Regions from separate parts of the Gossypium hirsutum genome. Here region 1 is linked to region 2. The links are chromatin contacts, called in public Hi-C maps. All regions are on one chromosome and are shown on one strand. Each heading gives the region's core, a stretch centred on a gene start, on an enhancer-like site or on the middle of the called end of the contact. The rest is flanking DNA. Distances are from core to core; before and after follow the strand shown. Region 1 has its middle 6.9 kb from the start of LOC107949578. Region 2 holds the start of LOC107949511 (peptidyl-prolyl cis-trans isomerase CYP21-4).

Region 1 (4,089 bases), core at 102-2,601, 250 kb after region 2:
TATCAGCAACATATAAAACCTTCTAACAATGAGATACACCAGACTCATGTTACCTGTACGCTTCTGTTCCTAAAATATCCATGTTTAATGCCTGTGTCCGACAAATATTTGTATATAGATATGGTATATGATCCTCCACATATATGGAAAAGCTTAGAAAATAGAGCATACTCGTGTTATATACGTATTCATATCCAAGACTCAACCCTGAGTACGGGTAACAAAGCCCTAGACAAAGAATTAGTAGTATGAAGGATAGAACTTTTACCCTTTATACCAACTATCCTATCTCGATACAGAAAACAAAAATCATTAATGAAAAAACTTATAAAAGGTCAATGCATATCCGTATCTGAAACTCACTCTAAGTTCAAAACCGGACACGGCGTTAGTCGTGTCAAGGACAAAATTATAACCCTTTTTCCAAATTACCCTATCTCCATAAATAAACACAAAGATCATTCATGAAAAAACTTAGAACAAATTCATGCGAACTAGTCCAGAGTCCGGACATATTCATTTTCAAACCCAACACTCAAAGTGGACCACCAAACTTAAGACCTAGTAGTATCAATTATTGAATCATTACCTGTTTTCCTAGCTGAATTATCTCCATATATAATACCCAGATCATCGTAGTAAGGAATAGTTTTAACTCTGTAAGGACGTACATCTGGGTTTACCTGTAAATAAGCAAACCCGTAAGATCCTGCAATGCAAAAAACCCTCAAAATCATCAAATAAGTAAAGCATTGAACCTTGATATATTCATCCCAGATTTTGTTCTCGGCGATCACCATTTGTCGAGTCGAATCCCAGTTAAAACCCTTCTGATTCAACAGATTCTTAACAGCTTTGTACAGATTCCTCAGTACTTTGTACCGGTTTTTCAGCACATCCATCTCGTATTCGAACTTGAACCTCTCGTTGAACGATGAATTCATGTTCATCCATGCCGTTTTGCTGAAAACATAATCATAGAACGTAATACGTTCATTGTTTTGCTCCAACATGAGATCGATGAAATATCGGTCCATCTCGGGTGTCCATTTCGTCCTTGATCGATCCAAATTGCTCTTGGCACGGATACCCATTCTTGAACAACTTAAAAGGACAAGGCATTATCAGAATTGAAAGGCAAGAATTATGAATCAATGTAAACATTTGGGCATGAAATAAAAAATAAAAATAAAAACGACCCATAAAAGAAAAAGGAGAAGAAGAGAGAGAATGGGTTTAGTTGAGTGAAAAATGTATACCTTGGATTCGAACATGGGAAAATAGAGGGGCAAGAACCTGAGTTTTCTGCAAGTGTAAGGGTAAGGTTTTCCTGGATAGTGCTCCGAATGCTTGGCGGCTGGAATTAGATAATAGACATGAGGAGTGGAGTATCCGTGATTTGGAGTTATCCCACTTCTGAAGGATAAGAACGTTGATAATTTTTCATAGATTAGTTACAGCCAAAATTACAATTGTTCTTTTACAAGCTTAGGCAAAAGGTTTGATTGTTTCACTCAAAATAGATTTTGAAAAATATTTTAATTTTTTATAAAAATTAATATTATTTATTGTTTAGATAAATTTATGGAAAATATTTTATGTTATTTTGACAGATTTTTTGAAAATATTTCATAAAAATTATTTTCAATGAAACAAACATGCATTTAAGATTTATGATAAAGAGTTTAAAAGAAGTAGTAAATTGATTACAAAGTAATGTTAAGGTGAAATTATAGTAAATAATGAATCTTCATGATGTTAAGGATTAAATTGTAAACTTTATAAAATTTATAATTGAAACAAGTAAAGCGATATGCATGAAAAATTGTCATGTGAAATAATATAATGAATTATTTGATTAAAGTGCTTATATGGTGAAAAATAAATTCCATCGAAATAAGGACTAAATTGAAAATTGTAAAAAAAATTTAAGTGTGAAACAATTCAATATGTGAATATGGAAATTATGATTAAAGCTTATTGAATGTGTTATGAGATGATGAAATATGCATAAAGTATTGTAAAAATGAGTTGTGGAAAAATATGAAATTTTTATGATAACAATGACTAAATTGTTAAACTTGAGAAAATATGGGGGTGAAATAATAGAAGTAGAATACATAGAAATTTGATATGTGAAATAAGATATTGAGATAAATTATGTGATTAAAGTGTAATAAGAAAGAAAATTGGTTTAATATGATTAATTAGTGAATAATAAATTCTTATGGTAAAAATGGACTAAATTGAAAAGTTATGAAAGTTTATAAGAAAATATTTGATAAGTGAAGAATGTAGTAGAGAATGTAACATTTCGGTGTTTTGATCCGATGTTCGGGTCAGACATGGGGGTGTTGGCTAAATTAACCATTTATGCCCCCCACAAGAAAGTTTATTAGCCAAATAGGTCGTATTTTTGAAATTTTAGAGAAATAGATCGATTTTAACGAGAATGTGTGAAAGCCTGTTTAGCTGAGCCCTTTATGTATAGGTGGCAGGAAAGTGCACCCAACCCGACACACTTTCTGTTTAAATAACATTTTTTTACTTTTTAAATATAATTAATATTTTTGGTTAGATGTTTAAATGTTAATAGTTCGATTCTTTTCTTTTCCCACTCACATTTGTATTTTTTATTTCATTTTTTTAAGCTTTTGATTATTTTTAATTAATGTTTTTAACATATTAGCTCTTGTAAGTTCAATTTCTCATCTTCTAAACATATTTGTAATTATTTTTAATTAATAAATATATTATTTTCAATTTTCAATTTTATATTTTGAATTCATCTTTTTAATTAATATATTTTTTATTCATAAAATCAAATAATTATTACAAATATCATTAGTTTTAGTAAATATAATTTTTATATGTGTAATATTTATTTTTCAATACATATCATGAGTGTAAATTTTAATATTATATATTTTTGTATGTATATTTAAAATATTTAAAATAAAAAATAAGAAAAACATAAAATCTTTAATCACCAAACACTTCTATAGTAGTTACTATACGTCACATTCCAATACGCCAGAAAATTGTAAGTGGCAGATTATACTACGCTAATCAAATAACTTTACAGCTTTACGCCTTAAACTCAGATCCGCCAAACTCAGGATGTGACATTCATCCTTCTACAGTCTTGTATTATAATAAATTACAGTAATTTCATGCTAATTTCAAAATATTCACATTTTAGTCCCTAAGTTCAAATTTAATAATTTCCACTTTACAAACTAGTCTCCTTTTTTTTTTTAAATCTAAGCTCAAAATCTATCAATTTAATACAAAGAAGTTTCAAGATTCAACAATGACAACTTTTTTTAAACTTTAACAATTTCGCAAATTGATATACGGGCTAACTAAATCAAACTTTCAAGAACTTTCAAGACCCAAAAACATAAAAATTATAAGCTTACCAAATCAAGGACTAAAGCTTGAACGTTGGTAAGGGTTTTTTTTTTCCTACATACGGCCTTTGGAAGAAAAGATGAAAGAGAAAATTTTTTTTCTTTTAATTTCCTTTATATAGTTAGATTAAATTTAATAAAACTTGGTCAATTAACTTAGTACTACACATGGTTAAGCAAATATAAGTGGATGATGGCATCATCATCCAACATCCAACATTATAAATAGGTTCAATTGTTCAATTGATCCTTTAACTAATTAAAAATTCATAGTGATTAATTTTTACCACTTTTATAATTTAGTCCTTACATTTTAATTAACTCTCCTATTGATAGAATTAAAGAACCAAAATTTAATTAAACCTTATACTAATCTCGTAAATATTAAATATAATAATGTTTACAAACTCACTCATCGAAAATAGAGTTCAAAAACCATTATTTTCGATACTATTGAAAAACAGGCCGTTATAATAATAAATTTAGCCCTCCAATGTTTACAAATTCTATCAGTTTGATCCTAATTCTAAAAATTCAATATATTTAGCCCTTAACCTTACACATTCTACCAATTTAATCTTGATTCTTAAAAATTCAAAATAAAAAATATTTAAAATTTAATTTTACTATAAAAATACATAAGAATTTATAAAAATTAAATAAATATAAATAATAA
Region 2 (3,869 bases), core at 399-2,898:
TTTTTGAGGTATTTGGTCTTGAGTATGGTGTTGCAGTTTTTTTTAGTTTTACGAGAAAATTATAATAATCACTAATTATTTTATTTCATTTTCGAGGAACTTGAGCTTGAGTATGGTACTGTAATATTTAGTTTTTTTTTAATTTTTTTGAGATGGTTATAATAATAACTATTTATTTCATTTCGTTTTCTGGGCACTTGAACTTGAGTATGATGCTGTAAATTTTTTTTTTAGAATAATTATAATACATTATTTATTTCATTTCATTTTATTTTTGGGAAATTTGGGCTTGAATTTAGGGCTGCAATAAATATTTTTTTAATTTTCTGGGATAATTATAATAATCACTTTTTATTTCATTTCATTTTTAGGGCACTTCGACTTGAGTCTATACTGCAATAATTTATTTTTAATCAAGAAAATTATAATAATAACTATTTATTTCATTTCATTTTTAGGGACTGGGGTTTGAGTATGGTGCTGTGAAAAGTTTATTTGTTTAGGATAATTATAATAATAACTATTTATTTTGTTTCATTTCATTTTCAATGAATTTGGTATTCAACATGGTACTGCAATAAAATTTTAAAATTTTCTAGATAATTATAATAATAACTATTTATTTTATTTCATTTTCAAGACACTTGAGTTGGAGTATGGTGATGTAAAATTTTTTATTTTTTAAGATAAATATAATAATCACTATTTATTTCATTTTATTTTGGGAATTTAGGCTTGAGTCTGTGACTGCAATAAATTTTTTTAATTTTCAGATATAATTATAATAACTAGTTTTTTTTTTTAATTTCACTTTCGATGCATTTGGGTTTGAGTCTAGTTTTGTTTTTCTTTTCCAAGAAAATTATAAAAATCATTATTTATTTCTCTTCATGTTTAGGACCCTTGGACTTGAGTCTTATGCTGCAACAATTTTTTTTTGGGGATAATTATAATAATCACTATTTATTTCATTTCATTTGCAAGGCACTTGGACTTGGTCAATTGCTGCAATATATTTATTAAAATTTCTGGAATAATTATAATAATTACTATTTATTTCATTTCATTTTCAAGGCATTTGGGCTTAAGTCTAGTGCTATAGTGCTATAGTAATATTCTTTTTTGTTTTGCAAGTCCACCTCTTCTTAGGCTATACAGCTTTGGCCATCTCGGCCTGCCCTGATTCTCTTCAAACTATATTAATAGTCACCCAATTATAGTTTTTTTTCTTTTTTGGTTACCCAATTATTAGTAAATTTTTTTTGTGGTCACTCATCTATCTTGGTTTTTTAGGTGTTTTCATTTTTTATGGTAGCTCATTGGTGACTAAAAAGACAAAATTGAATATTTGGATGACATTTTTGTAACTTTTTATAGTTAGGAAACCAAAAAAGAAATTTACTAGTAATTGAATGACCAATTTGTGAATTTTTATAATTTGATTACCAAAAAATAAAAAATCATAATTGGATGACATCTACATTAGTTTACTTAATTTTCTATAATATATGAAGTATTCTATATCATACGCATTTCATATTAGACCCAAAACTGAAATCCAAGTAACAATTTTATCAGGCCCAATAAAAGGCCTATAAGTAGTAGTTATAGGCCCAATAGCTCTTAATTAATTTCTTCCTTACTTTTTCCATTTCTTTTTGTCGTTAAACGAATGGAAGTAGAATTCAAATTACGACTTTGAAGAAATTAGAATAACCGGGCGAAACAAAACAATTTCTTCAAAACGTTTTCTCTTTCCAGAAAATTCACGCCAAAAAAGGAATATACATGTATTCTCTCTCTCTCTCTCTCTCGATTGATTTTATAATAACCGATTTGAAATTTTGAGGCTTAATCTGCTGTTTTCTCGAGAAAATTCTCTTTCTCTATTTTTTTTTAATTTATTCTTTCAGCAGGGGTGAAAAGTTGAAGTCAGAAATTATCTTTTCTGTTTTGTTGCTTTCCGTAAGCTTTCATATATTCTCAGATCTTAGGATGTTTCAACTTTAGCTTTGTTTCTAAATGCTATGAACTTTCTTTATGTTGTTCCAAATCTTCCGAATAAAGCAATAAATTTAGTTATGAATTGTTTACATACATTTTTTAAACTTTGAAATTTCATCATATATGTACTGTTCCATAGTTGGTAATGACTTTATTGACTTAGGATTTGATACTGACGTCTTTTTACTTGAAAATAATAATTATTCAGGATTTTATTGTTGGAACTGAAGATTTGAGTTGATGGCGAGGATCAAACCACAAGCTTTGCTACAACAAAGCAAAAAGAAGAAAGGGCCAGCTCGAATCAGTGTTATAACAATTATACTCTATAGTTTGATTGTTGTTGTGACTGTGTTTTTTCTCTATGCTACGTACAGACATTGGTCTCAAAGGTGAGTTGCAATTTTTGTATTGGCTATAATTGGAAATAATAAGAATGGGATTTGGTGCTGCAATGTTTGTAAACTATATTATTTTCTCGAAAATAATGTTGATTTATTTGTTGTACTGCATGAACTGCTAATTCCAGAGAAGGAAATCTAGGAATGGAACTGCTTGTGGAGAATAAATTAGGGTTAATGTTTCTTATTTGATGGAATTTGACCCAGTTTTCTTGTCTTTAGGTCAAGAACTCAAATTGAGTACAGGCAATCAGTTTTTAAGGTACACTCTTCATAGAAATTTGTTTATTTATTCTATAATGGGTTTCTTGATAGTCTTTGCCCAATATCTATATATCATCCTTTTAGGACATTTCAAGGCTACTTTTTGCCGTTATTGTTTGCATATGTATCCATAGTTTACATGCTTTACACTACGAGGAAGTTCTCCTTTTGTCTTTATTGTTTATTCGGATATTCTATATTGACTCTGGCTGCCTGTGACTGGTAGGGTGACACTGACAACTCTTTCGTGGATTTGAAGAAATCTGATCTCCCTGGATATGCTGTAGGTTTCCTTACTTGGCAAGCTCTCTTTGATTAGTGCTTTATGCCCAAGTGAATAATGTCTACTCTTTGTTCTACTTGCCTGGAATGTGCTGTGCTTAGTTTCAGGAAACGATGTTGTAAAACGGAACATGAATGATTGACTTATAGTTTGATTTTCTTTTCCTGTGCAAATAACTTGCAGATACTTGCTTCTCTGAGTACATGAATTTATTAAAAAGACATTAAGAAACAATTTCTATTTTTATGCTATTACTTGTAATTGCAGCATCTATTAAGAAAACATAAATCTATAATATGTCTCTTAGGAGAAAAAGAACTCTTTCTTGTTTAGACCTTCCTTAGAGAATCAATTTTATCTTATAATCTTAACAGGTTGGCTGGGATGTTCACTGACTAGTTGATCTTGGTTTTAGGCTTGTACATTTGAATCCTATTTGAGTTTTATCTACTGACTTGACTCTTTTTCCCCCCTTCTATGACTAGATTTTAGATACTGCAAAAGGCTCTATAACTGTGGAGCTCTTCAAGGACAATTTTCCTGAGGTTGTTGATCAATTCCTTGATTTATGGTAAGTGTAATGATGGATTTTCTTTATGTAGAACTATCATAAAATTCAACAAGGTAAATATTTGATCGGAAATAAGGATATAGATAGAGCTGATTAGATCCTGCTTGTGGAAGAGTCAAAAATACATTGATTCATTTTCTGTATATCACATTCCCCTTTATTCAGAATTACCTTCTGCTTTCTGCCATACATATCGAGGAAGCATGAGAAATTTATCAATATCATGTTAACTAGTAGCCACCATGCTGAACGTTTGGTTTAAGCTGCAAATCCATTTTAAGGAATTAATGTAGGAGTCTCCATCTAGTTCATGTTCTGTTCTAACTCAAGTTTAGCCTTTCATTTA

What was found. Hi-C and Micro-C count contacts between places; a contact is called where the count stands out from the background.
Region 1: a Hi-C map of leaf shows a contact between it and region 2, with 1.7 times the contacts expected there. The contact joins the enhancer-like site here to the promoter of LOC107949511 in region 2. A contact is called at or near these places in 4 of 34 Hi-C or Micro-C datasets (callus, leaf and seedling).

The regions. Positions count from the first base shown.
Region 1 is chrA08:5,532,405-5,536,493 of Gossypium_hirsutum_v2.1, forward strand. It overlaps the pseudogene LOC107949575. Among protein-coding and RNA genes, the nearest start is that of LOC107949578, 6.9 kb to the right of the region's middle. Within about 2 kb of position 1,352, at least 7 of the 9 cell types and tissues checked have an H3K27ac peak or open chromatin away from gene starts, as enhancers often do. A contact at or near this core is called in leaf, where this site is marked.
Region 2 is chrA08:5,277,969-5,281,837 of Gossypium_hirsutum_v2.1, forward strand. LOC107949511 (peptidyl-prolyl cis-trans isomerase CYP21-4) reads left to right here and starts at 1,649. Exons shown (of 8, transcript XM_016884174.2): 1 at 1,649-1,790; 2 at 2,213-2,396; 3 at 2,628-2,667; 4 at 2,896-2,952; 5 at 3,438-3,523. The coding sequence starts at 2,245.